Regions from separate parts of the Sus scrofa genome. Here region 2 is linked to region 1. Evidence: chromatin contacts called from public HiChIP or PLAC-seq data. All regions are on one chromosome and are shown on one strand. The core of a region is the stretch at or near the end of the contact, and the rest is flanking DNA. Distances in the headings are between cores, read along the strand shown.

Region 1 (7,258 bases), core at 3,080-5,579:
AGGGGATCCCCTGGGCTCCGGCCAGTGCCAGGCAGGGCCTGCAACCCTGCACTTGGAATCCCATTTTGCTAAGACTGCCCACATTGCCACGGGCAGGTTGCAGTTAAAGGTTTGTCTGTGGTCTGAAGAGCTTCTAGCAATTTCTCAACCATGTACATTTATGTGGAAAGAATAGAATAGAAGGTTAGAATTTATTTCTATGATTTGACCTCACTACCTGGGTTTTGTTAGGCCTAGTCTGATTTTCCTTCTAATTCTGAGTATATAGATCTCTGCTTGCTTTCACGTATTTAAAATTTTTTCTTATTAAATAAATGTATTAAATAGATTTAACAAATGCACCAGGCTCTATTCTAATCCTTTTATACTTACTGATTTATTCACTTCCCATAAGCCCCCCCGCCACAGAGTACTATAATTTCCTCCATTTTACATATGGGGAAACCGAGGCACAGAGAAGTTAAGTAACATGTCCAAGGTCACACAGCTGATTTGGGCACAGCCCAGATTCAAACGTGAGTAGTCCAGCCCCAGTGCACTCAACCACCAAATGCTACATGTCTCCTTGTCTTCCTATAGCTGAAAACTCATGCTCCTTCTGTCTTGGATGTCTGATTACCTTCCCCAGAGGGCAAGAGCAATCTAATGGTGTTCCCGGACAATCAACCCAGGGTGTGGTCAGAGACAAGAGGACAAGCGGAAGGGGTAATTTGGGCTTTGGAAAAAGACCCAGCTTCAATTTCTGGCTCCTGTGTGCTTCTGGAAATGTATTTTATCACCGAGCCTGTTTCCTCATCTGTAAATTAAGACCAGTAATAAAAATACCTTTTGACCATTAGAGGGAGCTCAAGGCTGAATGTACCTAAAATGGGGCAGGTTTATTTACCTGGAGATGGTTCTAGCCATTGGCAGCGCGAAGGGCAGAGCTTTCCTGTGCTCTGAGGAAGAGTGGGCATCAGGATGATCAGCTGTCTCCGTTTCCTCAGGGATGTGCTGGGACGCAGAGTTCCAGCGCTCACCCTGGGACAGTCCTGGGTGGGTACCCTTGTTTGATCCCCGCACCTTTGAGAAAAACGTCCCTTCAGAGCTCTTGCCCTGTCTTCTTCATTGGGGCTGTTGTGAAGAAAGCTGTATGGATGCAGAATTTTTTCTCCCCCCCCTTTTTTTTTATTTTTGGTTTTTAGGGCCACACCCACGGCATATGGAAATTCCCAGGCTAGGGGTCTAATCGGAGCTACAGCTGCTGGCCTACACCACAGCCACAGTAACGTGGGATTGGAGCCTCATCTGCAACCTACACCACAGCTCCCAGCAATGCTGGATCATTAACCCCCTGAGCGAGGCCAGGGATTGAACCCACCCACATCCTTGTGGTTACTAGTTGGGCTGAGCCACAATGGGAAACCCTGGATACAGAATTTTTTAATAGAAGGTTTGATTAAAGGCAGCAATCTTAGTTTTGAATTTCTTTTTTTTTTTTTTTTTTTTTTGGCTACCTCGCAAAAGTTCCCAGGCCAGGGATCAGATCTGAGCCACTGCTGTGATCTATGCTGTAGCTGCCACACTGCCAGATACTTAAGCCACTGTGCCAGGCCAGGGATCGAACCCTCACCCCAGTGCTCCAGAGATGCTGCCAATCCTATTGCCCCAGGGAAGGAACTCCTTGAGGTTCTTTTTTTGGTAACAGCTTTATTGAGATGTAATTCACATGTGCAATTTACCCACTGAACCTGTACAGTTGAATGGATTTTAGTATACTCACAGTGTTGTGTAACTATCACACAGCCAATTTTAGAATAAATTCCTCATTCCCCAAAATGAAACTATACCCTTTAGCTATTATCTTGCCAACTCTTTTCATCACACCCAGCCCTGGGCCACCTCTCATCTCCTTTCTGTATCTGTAGATTTGCCTCTTCTGGCCGTTTCATATAAATGGAATCTTATGATATGTGGTCTTTGAATAGTTTCTTCCACTCAGCCTAATGTTTGAGTGGGTTGTCCTAATGTTTTTATGGCTGTATCAGGACTTCATTCCTTTTTTTTTTTTTTTTTTTGTCCTTTGTCTTTTTAGGGCTGCACCTGTGACACATGGAGGTTCCTGCCTAGGGGCACAATCAGAGCCACAGCAACTCGGGATCTGAGCCACATCTGCATCTGTGACCTACACCACAGCTCACGGCAACGCTGGATCCTTAACCCACCGAGCGAGGCCAGGGATCGAACCCTTGTCCTCATGGATGCTAGTTGGGCTTGTTAACTGATGAGCCACAATGGGAGCTCCAGTACTTCATTCCTTTTGACCGCTGAATAATTTCCATTGTGTGGATATACCACACTGTGTGTCTCCGTTCATCAGTTGATAGATACTTGGGTTGTTTCTGCCTTTTGGCTGTCATCAGTAATGCTGCCATGAACACTTTCAAACAAGTTTTTGGGTTGACTTATGTTTTCATAGTTCTTGGGGTGTATACCCAGGAGTGAAATGGCTGGATCATATGGTAACTCTGTGTTTAACTTTTTGAGGAACTGCCAGACTGTCTGCAAACGCAGTTGCACCATTTTGCATTCCCATCAGCAGTGTCTGAGGGTTCCAGTTTCTCCACATCCTCGCTGACACTTGTTATTATCTGTCTTTTGGAGGATAGCCATCCCAGTGGGTGGGAAGTGCTATCTCATTATGAGCAATCTTGTTTGGAAGTTGTGTGTGCCTCGCAAGCACTTTTGGTCACTTAGACTACTTATGTGCACTTGAGGTGATGGAGATTATGGGGGCTTAAGCCCTCAGTCTTCCCTTTGGTCCCACCCTTAAGTCCAGGCTTTATCAGAGGAACACCAGCAGTAGGTGGAGTAGGCCAAAGGGCTGTGGCACTTTAGGGAGAGGCCCCTGGTTTTCCATTTCCTCACTCCCAATTCATGAACTGAGATGAGGGCAGGTATCCAGGGAGACAGGGCTGCTCATCTTTATTGATCTGGTGCCACTTGCTCCAGGTCAAGGAGGGGCTTTAAAGTGACCTGATCATCTCACCAGGAAACTGCAGGCAAATTGAGGCCAGAAGACCTGAAAATGACAGATATGTGCTGGCTTGGAAATGCCCTCTGTGTCCAGATCGGGCATCACAAGCTGCATGATTCCAGGCTCACTTTGTATGAACAGTGTCTCGGGAAACACCAGTTTCAAAATAGGGAAATCTGACACAAAGATCTAGCTTTCCAGCTTTGCTTTAAAGATGGACGGGCCTGGCCATGCCATTCCTACCTTTTCACGTTACAACAGTTGCCTAGAGCTGAGCCCTGGCTGCCCCCAAACACTGGCACGAGTGCTTGAATCCCCACTGTCCCCATTGCTCTCTGCAGTGTCGCCGTTGGTCCTCTCTATACATTGGTCACCTGCCTTATCCCTGTGGATATTTGTTGGGTGCCCAACTTCCCTGAGGGACCTAATGGGGAAAACTTAGGCCATAATAGGTGGTGAGGCTGAATTTGGGTGTTTGAGATCCTGGGGTTCCAGCCATGCCCTTAGCATCTCCTCATGAGTCTAAGCAAATTGCAAGTGTAATGTGAGCGTCTAATTTGTCATTCATGCTTCTAGAGCAATTTTTATAAGCCACATAATTCTCTATGAGTTTTACATGTATTAACTCATTTAATCCTCACTAACCCAAGAATGATCCCAGTTTACAGGTGGAAAAACTAAGGCTGGGAGAAAAAAAAAACGGACAGTGCTTGGGTAATTAGTAGCAGGACCAGGATTTAAAGTCAGGAGCCTCATTTTGTGAGCTTGCTCCTACCTGGGTGTCTGGTTAATAAGGGGGTGCAATCGCTACTATGTAAGGAATGATCTGGTCTTAGCAATTGCGGCTGCCCTGAGGCCGGCACTGGAGGATTTGAAGAGATGACACCCTGATTTTTTTTCAGCTCTAACTTGTGGTGAGTCTCTGAAAACATGTTAAGAGAGGAGGCAAGGGAAAGGAAAGGGGTACTTGGCAATTTGCCATGCCCAGAAGACTGGCGCATACCCAGGTGCTCACCCCTGATGGGGTGTCGCCTGCTCCCCATTACAGAACACTGTGGGCTGGGAGTCTGAAGTTGCTCTCCCAGTGCTGACTGGCCGGGTGGCTGTGATTAGCAAAGTCCAGTGAGCATCAGGCCCGGGAGGGCACTGTGGCCTCATTCCCGTCCCCAGGAGTAACACAGAAGTGGCTGGTAACACGGAGCATTGTCCTCGCCCACACAGGGCCTCTTTGTCTCCTCGATGCACAGAGAGGAGGCCGTGACAATGGCCTTGAATGGCACTTTGCTCTCCTTTCTCCAATGTTACGCTTGTTTTTTTCAGTGCTGAAAACAGCTAAACAATTACTTCCTGCGGGGAGTGTCAGCTTTTCATCTTTTCCGCCTGCTCCTCTGGCAGTCCTCGGGGCCCCGAGCAGTGGGAGCTGAGTGGACACATGGGCCCAGGGAGAGCTGGGCTCCATGGAGGCTGAAAGGCTGTGGCACCTCACCTTTCCCTGGCCAGGTGGGACCTGCCCTGGAGGAAGGAACCAGACCAGGGAACGCAGGTGAGAGTCTGGAAGCAGCTGGTGGGGCGTGGGGGTTGGAGGTCACGGCTGCAGGTCTAGCCAGAGGAGGATGGCTTTCTGCTTTCAAGACACCCTGTTTGCTTGAGAGCCGCTGTCTGCTGGTAAACAAAGATGAAAAAGCTACTGAGGTCAAGTTCGGCAGCCTCTAGACTAGGGAAGCACTCTTCCTGTCTGATCTCCACTCCATGCCTTTGATGTCTTTGGGTGACCGGAAACGTCAAGGTCCCCGTGGGTTTGTTGAGATGACTAGTCCTCTAATGATAGCTGCCATCATGAAGCGCTAACTCTGTGTGTCGGACATGTAGACATATGACTATGTGGAGCTGACTGTCCTGATAGCAGTTATAGAAAATACAACGTGCTTTCCATTCTTGCCTGAGTGCCACCCAGGCAGCCTGGTGCTAGAATCTGTGCTGCACACCACCGTGCCTCTTGTGTAATGGTCTTTACAATAGACCGAGCTTACTGCAGGGTTCCACTTGGAAGGACTTTGATCTCTAATGATAACTATGTGTACTGAGTCCCTTACCTGGTGGCAGGCAAGGTTCTAAATGGTTTGCTTCTATTTCCTCATTAATTCTACATAATAACTCTCTGGGATGAGTTAACTTTAATCATCCCCTTTTTACAAATGAAGTACAGAGACATTAAGCAATTTACCCAGGATCGCACAGCTGTCTGGGGGCAGAATCAGGGTTTGAACACAATTCTGATTGAATACTCTGCAGGATTAGGTGAATCGAATGCCTGCCCAGCCCTGTGAGTAATGCTTGGTTTGCAGTGAGTCTCTTTGTCCGGGTCACGAGGCCTGGAGTGTGGCGTTCCGTCCCTGGCTTTGCCGAACAGCAGCACTGAGTTATCCATTTCAGAAACTCAGACGCTCTTAAATGGTTCGCCTGTTGTCCTCAGCTTTCGCCAAGCTCGAGAAGATGGAACTGCCCGGTGGGGACAGGGAGGGATTTGGAATGATAATCGCTCAATGTGTGTCACCTCTTCCTTGGCCAGAGACAGGCCAAGCTGCCACATAGGTGGGAGGACAGATGTTAAATAAACAGGACTCGCTGGCTATATGCAGGAAGCCAGCTTTATTTTTGTCTATCTCTGCCCCTTAATTTTTTTGTAGGGCCCTACTCTTTCCTTGCCCTGGGGTGAAAATTAGGGCAGGTCCCTGGCTCTTCTGCTTGCTTACCTTTCTAGTTTCAACAATGTCTCAGTTGAGTAATTGATACATCCAGGTCTGTGCAATAACCCAGACCTTCAAACTTCCTTCCAAGCGGACACTCCTCTTTGCCACCACCTCCCCTGCCTCTCGGGGGGAGCTGGGAAAGGGAGTCTGTTGTCAGTTTCTGGTTTCCCACCCAGTACTTCCACCTGGCTAACTGAGGCTTCTGCCCCCTGGTGGGAGAGGGGGAAGGAAGGGGAGCAGGAAGTTCTCACCTGGTTAACGCTGTGGGACGCTGGCATCCCCCTGGCTGGGCCTGGTAGGCAATTAACCTGATTCTTTGTCTCATGGTTGGATTTTGTGGATTCTTCAGAAAACCCTCTAAGCTGCCAGTCCCTTGAAGCAGGTGCCTGAGACTATTCTTAGTCCCCCTGCATCTGAGCAGTCTGTATTAGTCAGCCTGGACTGCCAAAGCTAATATACAGAGGGGGTGGCTTAAACTACAGAAATTTATGTCCTCAGAGTCCTGGAAGCTTGAAGTCTGGGGCCAAGGTATGGGCCTCTGTCCTTGGCTTGTAGATGGTATCTTTTCCCTGTGTCGTCACATGGCCTTTGTTATAAAGGTAAAAAGCTTGTGCTCCAGCTGTAATGCAGGAGCTGGGCCAGAGGTGACAAGTCCATCAGGAACCTTCACAGGTACAGTATGAGAGTTTCCTCCAGGTATCAAGGGATCTCTGCTTCTTGAAACCCCTCCCCCTCCCCCAGGATAACTTAATCCATGGAATCATGACAAAGGGGTGGAATAGATTCTTTTGGTGCATCGAAGCAATATTATGTTCTGAAAGCCTCATCTGAGGCAGAAGGGGATGCATCATCTTACTTTCTGTCTCCTAAGGGGTTCTTTACCTAATAAAGATCTTAAAATATAAAGATTTTTATTTTTAAGCAATTTTTTGGTTTAGTGTTTTTTTTTTTTTTTTTTTTTTTTTTTTGTCTTTTTGCCATTTCTTGGGCCACTCTCGAGGCATATGGAGGTTCTCAGGCTAGGGGTCAAATCAGAGCTGTAGCCTCCGGCCTACACCAGAGCCACAGCAACAGCAACTTGGGTCCAAGCCGCGTCTGCAACCTACACCACAGCTCACGGTAACGCCAGATCCTTAACCCACTGAGCAAGGCCAGGGATTGAACCCACAATCTCATGGTCCCTAGTCAGATTCTTTAACCACTGAGCCACGACGGGAACTCCTGGTTTAGTTTTTAATTATTTTCTTTTTTTAAAAAGTGCGATGGGAATATAGTTGAACTAACCAAGTTGTGTTAGTGTCATGCATACAACAGAGTAAATCAGTTATACCTGTACAGATACCCATTCACTTTCAGATTCTTTTCCTGAGTAGGTTATGATGAAATGTCCCTTGCCATTGCCCATCCTTGCACAATTTCCTAGGAAAAGGAGGGTGAAAAATGGGTCCGGCAGCTGATTAGAAGCTGCTCGCTAAGGCTGCGTCCAGGGTCC
Region 2 (6,480 bases), core at 577-3,076, 1.3 Mb before region 1:
GATGGACTTTGGGTAAGAAAACTGAAGGAAAGGAAGGCTTCAAGGAATTCCAAGTTTTCAGTTGGCTGAGCAGCTAAGTGGTTAGTGATGCGGTCATAAATATTTGAGTGCCTACCATGCATCAAGCACATCCTGGAAGTTCAGCCATGAATAAGACAAAGTCTCCGCACTGAAGGAATTTATACTCTAGGAAGCAGTTTTAAAAAAGTGATGTTGACTGAAAAAAAAAGGCACAGTGTGAGTCATGAGTTAAATTTTATTTGAGGCAAAATGAGGCCTGGGAGACAGCCTCTCAGCGCCGAGGGAGGAACTGCTAGAAGCGGGGGGGGGGAGTTCAGTATATATGTGATTTGGGGAAGGTGGATACCTGAAATCAAGCACCTGCTTCTGCAGAGGATTTCACTAATCATGAGGAGCAGATGGCACCATTAATGATCTTACTGCTCTTCTAGATATGAGAAGACACAAGAAATTGGGGTCATAAAATCTCCTGAAAATATCTAACTATCAGAAGGCCTAGTCTGCCAGTTTTTCACAGAACACAGAGTGCCTCATTCCTGATCTCCCTGGCCTTCTTTCAAGAGTGTGCTGAAGGTCAGCGGCTGACTGCAGCGGCTAATGACCTAAACCTTGTGGAGGCAGCGGGTGGGTGACAATTTTTAGTTGGCAGTGAAAAGAGGAATAAATACGTAAATTGTAATAAGTGAGAGGAAGAAAACAAGTGACTTTGCTCATCTCTGGAAAGTCATTTATTCACAGAAATACTGGCTGATAAGTTTTTCCTAATAAAATCTGCCACCTTTTACTTTTTAATTGGGACCTTCTGCCCCAAGGAAGAATAACAGGAGGAATAAAGAATCAGGTCGTGATTTGAGGGGGAATTCCCAGTCTCTTCAGCAGCGCTTCTCACTTGTAATGGTTTACTGGTCTAGCTCTCCTCCAGAACCCAGGCCATTGTCTTAATTACCACCCTGAGCACATGGGTGTTCCATAAATTGTTGGCATGCAGAAGTGAATGAAAAGTTATGTGCAGCCCGAGGGTGGAATCTTCCTGTGACTTCTGCTTAAGGAAAAATCCTTCCTAGATCATCCCACAACCAATCTAAACAGAAGCAGGCAAAGAGCAACTTGCGCAGAGAAAGTGCCAGCTACTGAACAGATCCGGCTCGGGGACGTTTCCCAAGTACCTACTACGCGCCAAATGTCAGGCTGGTCGCCAGGGCGCAGAAGAGCTCATAGTCTGAGCTCCGTTTCACCCGCGGCTTCACGTTTCCCCGGTCTTCATGAGAAGTTACTTTGAAATACACACTTAATACCGCTCTCCTCCGTTATTTTTCCTTATTCAAGGTTTGGTGCCCAGCTCCTGTCTCCAGAGAACCCCAGCCGGTGGAGCAAAGACCTCAGCGGGAGCCGGGGACTTAGGTCAGCACCCGCAGCGGAAACCGCGGTGCGCGAGGGTCCCGTTGGGTCCGGCCCGAAACCCCACCCCGCCCGCGCCTAGCTTCCGCCGCCGAGCCCCGCAGGCGCCTCGCTTCCAGGGAATAGAAGGCGCCGGCGGCCCCGCCCCTACCTGCGCGAGGCATTGCCGCGAGCTACAGTCTCCCTCTGGAGCGTGACAGCCAGACATGGCCGGGAGCAGAGGTACCCGCGCCCTCCGGTCTTCGCAAGGCTTTGCTCCCGGCCCTCAGTTGGGGCTAACACGGCGAGGCCAGAAATGCAATCAGGCGGTGTGGAGGGCAGTCCGGAGGCGGGGCGGACAAGACGAAAGGCGGGTCCGGGAGGGCCTCGCTGACCGGAGGCCCAACCGCGCAGCCTCATGACCGGGAGGCGAGGCCAACGAGTTTGGAGGCGGAGCTAGAAGAGCTGCTTGATTCCTGCGGTTTACGAGTCGCGGGCGTCCAGGGGGCGTGTCCAACGGGGTGGGAGGCGGGGCCTTGTAGGGCCTTGATGACTGGGCGAACAGGCTGTGCTGAGGGCAGCCCGCGAGAAGGCTGGGAAGATGGCGGCCTCCTGGAGGCTAGGCTGTGACCCGCGGGTGATGCGTTGCCTCCTGGGCTTTGGCAACTGCCCGGGGCTGGTGAAGGGAGCTGCTGGATGGTCTCTCGGCCGCGGAGCTAGTTGGAGATGGTATCACAGCACGCAGTCTCTTTGGGGTGAGTGGCCGGGACGCGCTCAGCTCCTCTGTGCATCTGAGCAACGGGCCTGGGGCAGGGGCTTTTTGATTAAGGGCCTGCACCTGGGTGTGGAGGTGCCCGGAGCCTCCCCGCTCCCTTGGCTTTGTCTCGGGGAGGGTTCTGCTGACTTGGCCTCGTGCATGCCGCAAAGGGTTTTTTGGAAGCTAGGAGAATTTGACTCCGTTCCCTGGCCTCCTGGTTGGTATGGCTTCTCCGTGACCTTGCCTTGGATTTGGGGTTGTGCGGCCTCTCTCAAGCCCCTTCCTAGTCATTGTTAGTTTCCTTTAGAGTTGTCAAGTTGCCCAAGTTTGCTGAGATTTAGACGTCACGTTAGTGGTTTTTATTCATTGTTTTCACCCTTGTCTACTGGAAGATCTTAGAGGCCAGCGGGGTTGCCTCACGCGAGTACTGGTAAAGGACTCAATTTGTAAATGTCTAGGCATCATAGGCATAGGTCCGGAAAAATGTTTTATGCGAAACATGGCTTGAAAGAGTGGAAATTTAGGGGGAGAAGCTTACCAAGAAGTGTCGACTTAAAGCCAGGCCGCCCAAGTGTTGTGAGTTTTAAGTTTTATTCAGAATATGAGTGAGGATTTTAGCCTGGGAGACAGCCGCTCTGCAGAGGTAGAGAAGCCAGATTGTATGTGAATTTTTTGGCTAGGAGATAAATGCGGTTAGGCATACAGGTTGATAAAAGATTACTGCTAATCACAAAGAGCAGATATCTCAGGTTAATGGTTTTAGTATTTTTCTATGAATGGGAAGATATAAGAATTCAGGATCATTAAAATTCTTCTTGAAATGTGTTTCGAATTATCTAAGGGCCTCTTTATCCAAAACACCCAGTGCTTCATCCTGAATTCCTCTCAGGTTGCACTGTCTGTCGCTGGGCAACTGCAGTGGGTTATGATTTAACCCTTGTAGAACTGGATTTGCCATTGAAATTCTTCATTGTTTACAAAACTTATTGTTGAAAGTTGTCTTTAAGTAGTGATATTGACAGAGCTAACACAATTCCTACGGTGTTTAATGGTATATACTGTAGTGTGCCCTGCATTATTTTTCTTTACATGAGGATGGGGGTGGGGCGGATTTTGAGTGTGATGTATTTTCTGCCAGTCTTTAGTCACTCCTCCGCAGGATGAATTGTAATATGAAAAATTAGGTGCAGTAGGCATTGCCCACATATTCTGAAGCTCAGAACAGAAGAATATTTACACAAAGTTACAGGGTATGATGAGTGCGCTGAGATTTTATGATCCTGTAATGAGAACAGTTTATTTCAATTTTTTCTACTTAATGTTTAAAAAATACCTCTTGGAGCAGTGGGTTTTTTTGTTTTGTTTTGTTTGTTTTTAACTGTGTTTACAATTTACTGTCTTCCCTTCCTCCAGTTTGTTAAATATTGAACTTTCTACAGCTCCCAGAGATTCTGTCTGGGGTAGAGCTAAGCAATTTGCATTTTACAAACAACCTTCGGTGCATTTTGATGTTTTATGTTGGTGTTTATAGAGTACACTTTGAGACTTGCTCTCTGAGAAAATCATGGAGTAGGAAGAGCTCAGTGTTAGAAATATTGTGGGAAGAGTGTTCTTAATCTTATTTATAAAACAGTTCCTTTTGAGAATCTTTGACTGTTTTAGACCCTCTCTACAGAGAAAGGGGCAAAGTGTAGTTACACTCCAAAATGTGCATGCAGTGTCAGGGGTTCTCCTGAGACCCAATTTAAGGACTGCTGCCTTTGGAAACTCTTAGGCAATTCTTCACTGATGCATCATGACATTTTGCCTACCCTATAACACACCGTGAACAACTTGTCTAACTGGACATCATCTGTGAGGAATACCAAGGAAGCTGTGTGTTTCCTAGTGCCTCCCTCCCAATATAATCCCTGGTGATTATATTGGGCCCACCTGGATGATCCAGGATTCTTGCTCCATTTCAAGGTGAAGCTCTTTAGCAGTCTTAATTTCTTTTTTAACCTTAATTCCCCCTCGTTGTAACATACTCATAGGTTGGGGTTAGGACATACTACATCTCTGGGGTGGAGGCGGGGCGTTTTATTCTCTCTGCCCCATAAGCTGATGGCTGTGTGTTGTTGGGTAACTCTAGGTTATTGGGAAATCTTGGATTTTTTTTTTCTTAATACTGAGCCAAAATTTGTCTCCTCGCCTTTCACATACAGGTTTTTGTTTTGCCATGATGAACACTTGTGGCAATCCTTATACTATTTGCATTATAAAGCATGGATGTATGGTGTTCCTTTTTGTCTGAGCATAGTGGAAACTTAGGTTTCATAAAATTAAGCAACTGTTTGGTCATCTATAGACTATGTGAATTAGGTTCAGTTATTGAGTTATTTCCTCTTTCATATGTCCATCCAGGATTTAAAAGTCTGTCAGGTGGGAAGTCACTTGAAGTTTTGTTTTCTTAAAAATGTTTGTTGGCAGCGTTTTTATGAACTACTGCATATGCCATGTGCTTAGCACTTGGTAGAATCTCTTTCAGTTTTCACAAAAGCCTAGTGAAGTTGGCATTATCTTCCTTGTTATTCGACAAGAATACTAAGCCTCAGAGAAATTGAGTGGAACTCCCAGAGCCACACAACTATAGTGTTCACGAAGACTATTACCATTCAACTCAAACAGAGTGAAGGAATGAGCCCCAGATGTGAGGTACATGGTAGCTGCTTGAAAAGTAGGTGGCCTGCTGGAGGAACAGATTCCTAGTATTTTAGCACATGGCCCATTTAGTCATGTTCAGCTTCTGGAGAGGCAGCCCTAAATTCTGTATGAGCTTTATCCTTAAAGTTATGGGGATGTAAAAACTAGGGCATGATTTCAGTCGTGTGTGCAGTGAGCTCTGAGGGACTAAGTTCAGGATGCTAAGGGACAACATAAGCAGGCTTTCTGGAGGTGGTAGCCCTCCCAGGCTAAAAGAAGAGCAGATATAAAGGGGGCCAGATGTGACATTTACATAATTGGCAAAGCATTTGCAAATAGTCTTCAACCTACCCTAAGTGATTGTTTCCATGGCTGCCATTTCGGAGAAGATGGCTTGGTTTGGAGTTAATAATTACTAAGATGTTAATAACAGTGGTCTTAAGTTGTCCCTGAGGAATAACATGTTGAATTTAAAATAACGTGTGTAGAAAAATAAATGAGATACCGTGTTTATAGGGCCTCACCCAATATATAGCTTCAGGCCTTGCATATGTAGATGTTAAACAAACATATCTGGGGAAGGGTAAAAATCTAGAAAGTTGTAAAAGGACAAAGAGGTCTGTAGTAGGACTCCAAATCCTACCATATGTCATTTTGGAAGAAAATTAAATTTATTGATAACATTTAACAACTGGGAACTTTTGGTAAAAATGGAGATTTTCGTCTTCTCTTGAACATAACAGTCTGCTTACTCATGGCTTTTCTTTCTCGGTCGTATCAGCCTGCTTTGCTTTAATGCTGATTCAGGCCCTTTATGCTCCATTGTGTTTTCACTTTAGTTCAAGTGCACACCATCATTTCTGTGATCTAATTCCAGATTTCCTGGGCAGAGAAGCTGATGACCCAATGTAGGTCAGTTGTAGTTTAGAGTACACAGGGCTGATTCCATCAAAGACTGCAGTTTGGGCATTGTCTTTCAAAAGAAAGTGTGAGTTGGGAATCGCCTGCTATTCTGACGATCTGATTAAAGTAGGAGAGCAGTAAAGTCCTTCATTTTCATTGTTTTGGGTTATGTATTGACTAGAGAAAACGGACGATCACTTACGCCGAGCAGATATAGTCTGCTCGCTAGTTGAGATGTGTGGTCATCTAAGGGAAAATAGGAAGGGGTAAAATGAGATCTTAGTAGAAGCAGCAGCAGGAGAAACTGTTAAGATTTGGATTATCAGGAAGAACTTAGTACATATTTACATTGCTTTAAAACATTCCATTGGGGATACGAGAGTGGGACATTCCAAGGAGCCATCACATTGAGCATTCACTGTTTACCAGGTTGCATTGTAGAGACTTGACTTCTCTCACTTCTAATCAAAAGAAGCATGCAAAGGCTGGTTGTGTTTTATAGGTGAAGAAATAGAGACTCAGTGAGGTTTAGCTGTTTGCCCAAGATTAGAAAGTAAATGACTACTTTGAGACTATGCACATGATAATATATACAGAGCAAGTAAAGGGGTCCTTTCTTGTTGGATGTCTCGGATTGAATTGACTTTGACTAATCACAGGGTTGGGTTCCATAGACTGCACCTTTGTGTCCTCCCTCTAGGATTCCTGTGTTGAAACCTAATGCTTTATGTGAGGGTATT

The links. HiChIP or PLAC-seq counts read pairs in DNA pulled down with a chosen protein or histone mark.
Region 2: an H3K27ac HiChIP or PLAC-seq map of alveolar macrophages shows a contact between it and region 1. The contact joins the promoter of APIP here to the promoter of PRR5L in region 1. A contact is called at or near these places in 1 of 5 promoter capture datasets (fetal skeletal muscle) and 1 of 2 datasets of contacts at active chromatin or transcription factors (alveolar macrophages).

The regions. Positions count from the first base shown.
Region 1 is chr2:24,809,713-24,816,970 of Sscrofa11.1, reverse strand. It overlaps PRR5L (proline-rich protein 5-like), which reads left to right and starts at 4,329. Exons shown (of 11, transcript XM_021083180.1): 1 at 4,329-4,559.
Region 2 is chr2:26,090,366-26,096,845 of Sscrofa11.1, reverse strand. It overlaps APIP (methylthioribulose-1-phosphate dehydratase), which reads right to left and starts at 1,826. Exons shown (of 8, transcript XM_003122870.3): 1 at 1,571-1,826. The coding sequence starts at 1,627. PDHX (pyruvate dehydrogenase protein X component, mitochondrial) reads left to right here and starts at 1,951. Exons shown (of 13, transcript XM_003122869.4): 1 at 1,951-2,153. The coding sequence starts at 2,000.